Linked DNA regions of Podarcis muralis: region 1 is linked to region 2. Evidence: chromatin contacts called from public Hi-C data. All regions are on one chromosome and are shown on one strand. The core of a region is the stretch at or near the end of the contact, and the rest is flanking DNA. Distances in the headings are between cores, read along the strand shown. Region 1 holds the start of ERMARD (ER membrane associated RNA degradation). Region 2 holds the start of FAM120B (family with sequence similarity 120 member B).

Evidence for each region. A called contact is a pair of places that touch in the nucleus more often than the background predicts.
Region 1: a Hi-C map of blood shows a contact between it and region 2, with 2.2 times the contacts expected there. The contact joins the promoter of ERMARD here to the promoter of FAM120B in region 2. A contact is called at or near these places in 2 of 3 Hi-C or Micro-C datasets (blood and tail).

Annotation. Positions count from the first base shown.
Region 1 is chr3:48,720,172-48,724,326 of rPodMur119.hap1.1, forward strand. It overlaps ERMARD (ER membrane associated RNA degradation), which reads right to left and starts at 1,744. Exons shown (of 18, transcript XM_028723954.2): 1 at 1,616-1,744; 2 at 1-67. The coding sequence starts at 1,621. DYNLT2 (dynein light chain Tctex-type 2) reads left to right here and starts at 1,740. Exons shown (of 4, transcript XM_028723962.2): 1 at 1,740-1,876; 2 at 2,726-2,935; 3 at 3,626-3,784. The coding sequence starts at 1,796.
Region 2 is chr3:48,435,813-48,440,465 of rPodMur119.hap1.1, forward strand. It overlaps FAM120B (family with sequence similarity 120 member B), which reads right to left and starts at 1,933. Exons shown (of 11, transcript XM_077925804.1): 1 at 1,831-1,933. It overlaps LOC144327154 (a long non-coding RNA gene), which reads left to right and starts at 4,325. Exons shown (of 2, transcript XR_013392062.1): 1 at 4,325-4,653.

The DNA.
Region 1 (4,155 bases), core at 494-2,993, 280 kb after region 2:
CAGCTTCACAAACCATATAGTGCACTGCAGGGGAAAGGCAAGTGGAGGCTGTATCAACTAGTAGCATCTGAAATGAGAAGTGAAAAATAATGAAAATAGTATAAAACAACACAACTACTGTAATACTCTCTTAAATAGACCCACAACAGGCACAGCTACAACACACCGTATAACATAAGTATTGTAAATATATGTTTTTAAAACGTGGCATATGGCCAAAATTGTGGCCTTCAGGGGTGGCTAATCTGCGGTCCTCCTGAAGTTGTGGGATCCCAACTCCCATCAGCCGCAGCCAGCATAGCAAGTAGTCAAAGATGATGAGAGTTGTAGTCCAGGAATATATGACGGGCCAAAGGTTGGCTATCCTACTTTATACCACATTTATGTACTGTAAAACCTCGGCTCCTGAACGCCTCTGTTTTGGAACGTTTTGGCTCCCAAACGCCGAAAACCCGGAAGTGTTCCAGTTTTCAAATATTTTTTTGGAAGCCAAACATCCAACACAGCTTCCGCATGAGTGCAGGAAGCTCCTGCAGCCTATTGGAAACCGCGCCTCGGTTGTCGAACATTTCAGAAGCCGAATGGGCTTCCGGAATGGATTACGTTTGACAACCAAGGTTTGACTGTAAAGGTAAAGGTAAAGGGACCCCTGACCATTAGGTCCAGTCATGACCGACTCTGAGGTTGTGACGCTCATCTCGCTTTATTGGCCGAGGGAGCCGGCGTACAGCTTCTGGGTCATGTGGCCAGCATGACGAAGCCGCTTCTGGCGAACCAGAGCAGTGCACGGAAACGCCATTTACCTTCCCGCCTATTTATCTACTTGCACTTTGATGTGCTTTCGAACTGCTAGGTTGGCAGGAGCAGGGACCGAGCAACGGGAGCTCACCCCATCGCGGGGATTCAAACCACCGACCTTCTGATCGGCAAGTCCTAGGCTCTGTGGTTTAACCCACAGTGCCACCCACGTCCCATACACTGTACCAACTGTGTATTCATATGACCACCTTAGAGCACAGTGGAGTTGTCATTCTCCCTGGTTTGTTTGACAGCCCTTCCCACCGGCTGTTCCAATTCATTTCTGACTGTGTACGCAGCAGCGGGTGTTGATGGAGCCGAAATCTCTTTACCCTATGCAATTGTTCACAACTTGACTAGAGACTGGATTAGGAACAGCTTAAGAACTGCAGTCAGTCAGTGTGAAACTGGCTGGAGAAACAACACACCAGAAAGTAGCTTTTTATAATGAAGCACAAGATGCAGACGCATTTTGCGTAACATGAGCATGGATTAAAAGTCCAGCCCTGGAAAATGCGGTGAGCCACATTTGTAACCCTGATTACATCAGCCCTGCAGTGCAGTCCAGTATTATGACCCCAACTTTGCAGGAGTCTGTGCTTGGTGTATGTGTGAACAACCACTATGCTACTATCTCCACACCTGTCAGAAGAAAGCAACTCTGCAGGCAGAGGCAGCCATATACGCCCTCGCCCCTCAGGTGGAGCGCTACAGGTTGCAGCAAGGGGAACGCGAGTTAAATATCCGCCCTCTCACCCTTGTGCTCTCTTCCCGGACGGAGGGTACGACTCTTCACTTTCTAGCTCTACACACTTACCTCCATTCCTTTCAGCTTCTCTTAGCTCCGGGTCGCTTTTGTCGCGGTTGGTGACGTCACCGAGGAAAGGGAAACCCTTCGAGCAACGCTCGTCCTATCAGGCGGTTTGGTCGGAAAGCTTGTGAGCGGCTGCTACCCTCCGCCCCGCCCCGTTTTGCCTGAGCGAATACGGACAAAGCCATGGACAAACACAAGAAAAGGCTGAGTAGTACCCCTTCTCACCACTCGGGGGCGTCGAGGAAGCACAGTGAACTGAGTCGGGTAAGCGGCGGGGAGCGCGGCTGTCCAAAGTGCGCATGCGCCTTGATTGGTTGAGCCTTCCCGGGCAGAACGTCCTCCCCTGCTCCGCACAATGAGCTTTCCCTGCACTTTCCCTCCTGCGATATTTATTGATTGCATTGATTGATCGATTGATCTCACTTTTCGTACATAGTTCTCCTCTAAGCCCGGAGATCACCCAGTGAGCTTCATGGCTAAGTGGTGATTTGAGTCCTGATCGACGCACACGCTAACACGTGTTTATTGTGGAGTCAGTGAGATGCTAGCTAGCAGTATTGAGACGCCACAGGTTCTGTCTTCCATGCAACGTTCTGCAGCTTCCCTATACAGGGCTGCCTTTAGATGGCTCGGGGGTTGGATAACTCCATAGCCTCCAACATTTCTCTGATGGGTTTGACCAAACTGCGGGAGGCAGTGGAAGACAGGAGTGCCTGGCGCGCTCTGGTCCATGGGGTCTTGAAGAGTCAGACATGACTAAACAACAACAAGGAAAAGCGGGTCATTCCGGGATCAAATCAGAAACTGAAATGGCTTCTGTAAATACACGACTGTCCTTGGAAAATTAGGGACACTTGGAGGGTCTGGGTGTGTATGCAGCCTGAGTCTACCTCTGCCTGCTACAAACAAAGCTCCCCATTGATTTCAGTGTTGGAAACTGGATAAATATGAAGATAAACTTTCGCTAAGAAGTTAAGAGTTGACAGTGAATGCCAAATGGACAATTTTGTTACCTTGCCTTATTTTTTGATAGTGCTTATAACTTTATTATTATTATTTTGAAGCCTAAAAGTGTGATAACTGATTCCTAAATGAATTATGGGGGCATTCCAGCCTTCACAGATTGGGAGACACAGAGCTTCGAGCCATGAGATTCCAGGTTTTGACCCAGATGATGAGTCTATTACAGATATAACAAGAAATGAGCTCTTGGCGTTCAAGGCTAGTTTTGCAAGACCAAAATATGCGAACACATACAGAATGGAACCCTATAGAAAATGTGAGGCTCATGTAATAAGGAAGAAAGCTGAAGAGATCTTAAAGGTAGTGTTAAGATTTGTTATGGCGCACTAGTTCTGCTTCTAAACTTTATACAAACTCACTACTAGCAGTTGCTCAATGCCTCAAAATTTATTTGACCATGCAAACTGATTTATAATAGACTATTGTTTACTATAGTAAAGGTATCGGTCTCAGTTTTTTTATTATATGTTAATGTGATGCATTTTTATTTTAAGGAACAATTCAAATGGTCTTGGTTTATGTACAACCTTTGTACTCAAAGAGGATATTTACATGAATTTGAAAACGAGGGCAGGTTACAAAATGCCCTCTTCTGCGCCACCACCACCAGAACTTCTGAGGGCTGTGGAACTACCAAGAGAGTTCCCTCTGCTGATCTTAATACCTGAAAGGGTGCAGGAGGTGGTAGTGGACTTTTCCATTTAAAATAAAAGTCTTTGTGCATAAAAATCTGAAGTACACCTTCTAGGAAGAACACTTTGCTTAAGGTAGTTTCACTGACTGAGCTAAACAAAATATTTGAACACTGTGTTTGCAAAAATGTACAAAATTTAGGGTGTGAGTGTTCACTTATGAATATTACAAAAAAGAAATTGTAAAATTCATTAGCAGGAGAACTATCGTTATATATATTTGTTAAAGTGAGTGTAAAATTTCAACAGAGATGTTTTTTATATGAATACCGGCAACTCTGTGTTTAATTCTCAATAGAGCAAACTTCAAGATTTTAAATATGCTGGTCAGAATGGCTCCATGATATGTATAAGCCTCACAGAAGATTTATTAGCAGCTGTCAAGGATTTGAACTATGATCGTTACAAGTATGTGGTCCAAGTATTTCTTGTGGAAAAGACTGGTCAGTCATTAAATGTGAGTAAAGAAATACACTTGTTACAACCCCCTCCCAAAACCTAACTGCTTAAGAAATCCTTCATTCCTCTGCACTGTAGCTGTGTCAAATAGTGCATCTCAGACGAGAGCTCATCAGGACCACCTGTCTCCTTATGCTCCCCACTTAATTGCACAGGTCTTCTGATGGGGCACCTTTGGTGGTTCCCCCCCCCCCAATGCCCCCCCCCGATGGCTTTTACCAGGTGCTGAGCCTTTAGTGCAGCAGGCTCTGCCGTGTGGGGCTCTTGCCAATAGAGGTTCAGCAGGAGTCATTTTTGCTTGTTTGTAGATGTCTTCTAAAAATTGTATAATTCAGACAGGCCTTTCAAACCCAAGGCTCATTGCCAACC
Region 2 (4,653 bases), core at 683-3,182:
AGGCTGGTGTCTATCTTTCACACGACTGATTTCTCACATTTTCAATTACAAAGCACCTACGAAGTGTTATATTCAGTACATGCTACTAAAATAAGGTGATTGCGGATTGCTAATTTTCAATTTTAAAAGCTGACAGTGGGTTTACTTTCTAACTTCATGGTTCAAAAATCCCAGCCCTTCATGTGCAATTTACAAGTTCCTTTTCATTGTAACACCAGAATATATTACTAAAACAGTGCAATGTCTACTCAGAATTAAGTCCCACTGAGTTCAATGGGACTTTCTTCCAGGCAAGAAGGTATAGGATTGCAGCCCAACACAATCTAAAACTAACATGAAATTACTTTAGAGATGCTACTGAATGCCCTTCCTCGGGTGCACAGATTTATCTAACAGACGCTGTAGCTTCTTTGATTTGCTGTAACAGGCTTAACTGAGGCCTGAAACCTTGTGCATAAAAGGGATTGGAAATTAAAAATGGGCATAATTAAACTCTTCACAGAGCCGTGTCCAATGTTTCAGCTCATCATCACTAAAATGTCTCAAATACCTACAGAAACTACTATCAATATAACTCCCAGTGACCTGAAATGGTGAGGGTGTGACTGTCCTCCTCACCTGTCTCCCTTCCCTCAACCCAAATTTTCTCACACCCTCTCCTTTTTGGAGGATCCCAGGTAGGAAAAAAAATGCACATTGAGGGAGAAGGCAGTGAGAATGTCCTATGGAGGATGGAGAATTAATGGAGGCAACAGGAAGCTTACTATCCACACCAGTGCCGGATTTACATATAAGCTAAACAAGCTATAACTTAGGGCCCCCTCTCTTGGGGGCCCCCCAAAAAAATTAATGGAAAAAAAACCCTGGATGTAAATTTCCATAATATAAGATAAAACACAAATAAAATAAAACCTACATACAGCAACAGTGTTTTGGGTTGTGTAGGCTCCTATGTAGTAGGCCCTGCCTGCTAGCCCGCTCCCTAAAATAAGGTTACCAGACATCCCCATTTCCCGGGGACAGTCCCAAGATTTACAAATCAGTCCCCTGACAAAATTCATCTACAGTGGTACCTCCAGTTGCGGGCACAATCTGTTCCGGGGTGCCGTTCGCACCCCAAAAAGTCCGCAACTGGAGTGGCGCTTCTGAGGAAGTGCAGAGTGCGATAGAGTGCTTCTGTGCATGTGCGAAGCGCGCAGAACGCTTCTGCACACACACGTGGTGAAGCCGCATTCGCAAGCCAAAAAGACACGAGGTATGACTGTATTTAGTAGGAAGTTGAAAAGGGTCCCTGGATTCATTGGGGAAAAAATTGGTACCCTTACCCTAAAATATCACTGGTTTGCTCATTTCTATACTGTATATAGGGTGCCTACATTCTGCATGTGCAAATGGCTTTAGATACCTTTTAGGTCCATAAATTACCATATATTCAACACAAAAAACAGCCGCAATTTGTTGTTGACAAAGGACAGCTGGACATATAAAGGGCCCAGTTACCTTCAGTAGCTTAGGGCCCCATCAACCCTAAATCCGGCCCTGATCCACATTAAGCAGTTATGGATGAGCTCCTGATGCTGCTACCTGTGAAAGCAGCCTATATTATGACAAAGTGGCAGATAAGAAGGACTGGCACTGCCAAAGACCCCACTATGAATATCCAGTCCCCTAAATGGAGGTGGCACAACCTCTCAACAGAATTCCTTGTCCGAGAGGCTCACCAGGCCACCTGACTGTGCCCTTTTCTGGGCGCATACAGGCAACCACCTGCGTTGTGCCTTAAGGAGAGAAGCCACCCGCCCTCGCCCTCGCGCTGACAACGCCACTAACCCGCCTCCACGGCCGCCTCGGCTTCCTTTCGTACACCGACGCCAAGGGGCTACGGGCTGCACGCGCCTCTCACGAAACTTCCGGTTCCCGGTGGCCTTTCTCAGAAGCCATATGCGGGGAGGAAAGACGCACAAGGGGTGAGGCTCTCGGTGCTTTAAAATAACTGGACCCTTTACGAGATGGGAGGTATGATATACGCTGTGAAATAAAAGGGCGCTGGCGTTTTATTTCAGCCTCGGCGTGAGCGTTCCCCTCATCTACGCCTCACAGAAATCCCGGCGAGAGAAGTAAATTGTGAGAAAGGTTTTGCCCGCAGGATTTCAAAGTAATGTAACCTATACGCTCCCCTTTGGTTCCAGTGCAGGTCATACGTCGCCCCCAAAACAGAGAAACCAACAACAAGCGATCCAGGGTTAAAATTATATGGGGTGGGACAGGAACCCCATGCTGGCATTCAGAAATGCGGGACAGCCAGGCATTCAACAGGTACACGCCCCCTCTGCCCCCAGCCATGCAAATTTAGGGGTGGGGTAGTATTTCTGCATCTTGTGCAGCCTTGGGAAGGAACACTTTGGACTATTGCATGGGTAGACAAACTAAGGCCCAATCGCATTCTCAATCCGCCCGCGAACAGTCTGGGAATCAGCATGTTTTTACATGAGTAGAAAGTGTGCTTTTATTTAAAATGCATCTCTGGGTTATTTGTGGGGCATAGGAATTTGTTCATTATAATTTTGTTCAAAATATAGTCCGGCCCCCCACAAGGTCTGCGGAACAGCGGACTGGCCCCCTGCTGAAAAAGTTTGCTGACCCCTGGACTATTGCAATGCCCTCTATGTGGGGCCACATTTGAAGGTGACTCAGAAACTACAACTAATCCAGAATGCGGCAGGCTGGGAGCGGACGCCGGGACCATATAACAACAGTCCTAAAGGATCTACACTGGCTCCCAGTACGTTTCCAAGCACAAGTCACAGTGTGGGTGCTGACCTGTAACGCCCTAAGTAGCTATGGTCCAACAAAACTGTTGAGCTTTTTTTGGGAACAAACCCAAATTGTTGAGCTTCTTGGGGAAAACCTCCACTGCTTTGCCATACACCTGGGTTTTTCCTGGCATTTTGCCCCCGACGCCCTTTTTACACCCGAAAACCAGGACGTGTCAGGAATTTTCCCGATGTGTGGCAAACCTAAGCAGACACTGAGGTCCAGCGCTGTGGGCCTTCTGGCAGATCCCTCACTGCAAGATGTGAGCTTACAGGGAACCAGGCAGAGGGCCATCTTGGTAGTGGCGCCCACCCATCAGACGTCAAGGAAATAAGCAACTATCTGACTTTTAGAAGACATCTGAAGGCAGCCCTGTCTAGGGAAGTTTTTAAATGTTTGATGTTTTATCGTGTTTTTAATATTCTGTTGAGATCTGCCCAGAGTGGCTGGGGACATCCTAGTCAGATGGGCAGCATATTATTATTATTATTATTATTATTATTATTATTGCAAATCTTTCCCTGGTTCAAGCCCAACTCTGGATCTGTAATGCCAACACATTAGGCCAACACATTTCTGGCGATCCCTTGAACCCGCTGACAGGGCACAGCATCAAACACCCCACTTGTGTATTCCAAAGTAAGCACCACAGGGCTTGACAGGGCTGGGTTTACTCCCAGGTAAGCGTGCGGAGGATTACAGCCACGCAGCCCGATCCTATGCAAATATTTACATGCAAGGAACATCCGCCAAGTTCAATGGAGCTTGTTCCCTAGAAAAGCATGTTTAACAGTCCATGTGAGCTGATTTGGTGTAGCGGTTAGACTGTTAATTAGGCATAGGACCTGGGAAAGCAGCATTCAGATCCCACCTCAGTCATGAAGCATAGCAAGTGACTTTGGACCAGCCACTGCCTCTCAACCTAAACTACCTTGCAAGGATGCTGTGCGGATGAAATTGGGGCGGGGGGAGAAAGAAGAAGCATGCATGACTCCCTATAGAGAATATAAGTATCACCATATATAAATAGATGGATACTCAGAAGGCTGCTGTGAGCAGACACAGGGCTGCAGCCTTCCGCAGCAAAGTGAGGCCCGCTACGGTGGATGGGGCTTACTCCCTAAGCAATTGCAACAACAGGAACTGGCACTTCTGCCACTGTTTAAGACCATCTCTGCAGGGTTAGACCAAAGGCTCCTCTGTTCTCACAGGGCTCAATAAGATGCCCACAGGAAGACCCCAAAGAGGACCTGAGTGCGGCAAGGAGCTTCCCTCCCCACTTGGGAGTCTCATCAACCAGCATTTAGAGGCATACAGCCTCCTCCGACAGTGAGCATGGAAAATAACCGCCGTGGCTCATGGCCACTGATTTGACCAGCATTCATAGAATCATAGAAATGTATAGTTGGAAGGGACCCTGTGGGTCATCTAGTCCAACCCCTTGCAATGGAGGAATCCTGCCCAGCGCTATTCCAGAAGCTGAGAAGAGGAAGGAGCCCAAATCACGATTTATGCTTCAATTCTCGTTGATAAAACAACTCTTAATTTCTCTGCTGCCTCCCTGTCCAGCTTCCTCCTCTCACCACTAGGCCGGCTGCCTTTTTTCCTACCTAAAACACCTCCAGTTCTATTCTGACAGGCAGCGAGGGAAGCAATTTCACCAAGGGAAATACAGAATCTCGTCCCCCCCCCCCTTCCTTCCCGAGTAGAGTATAATTCTGCCAAAGCACTGGAACGGAAAAGCACCTCTCTCTCTCTCTGCCCCAAAGTTTGACTACAATCCCCATTTACTTCCTTTGCTCGGAATTCGACGGCGTCTACTGGCAGCCCGAAGTGAGC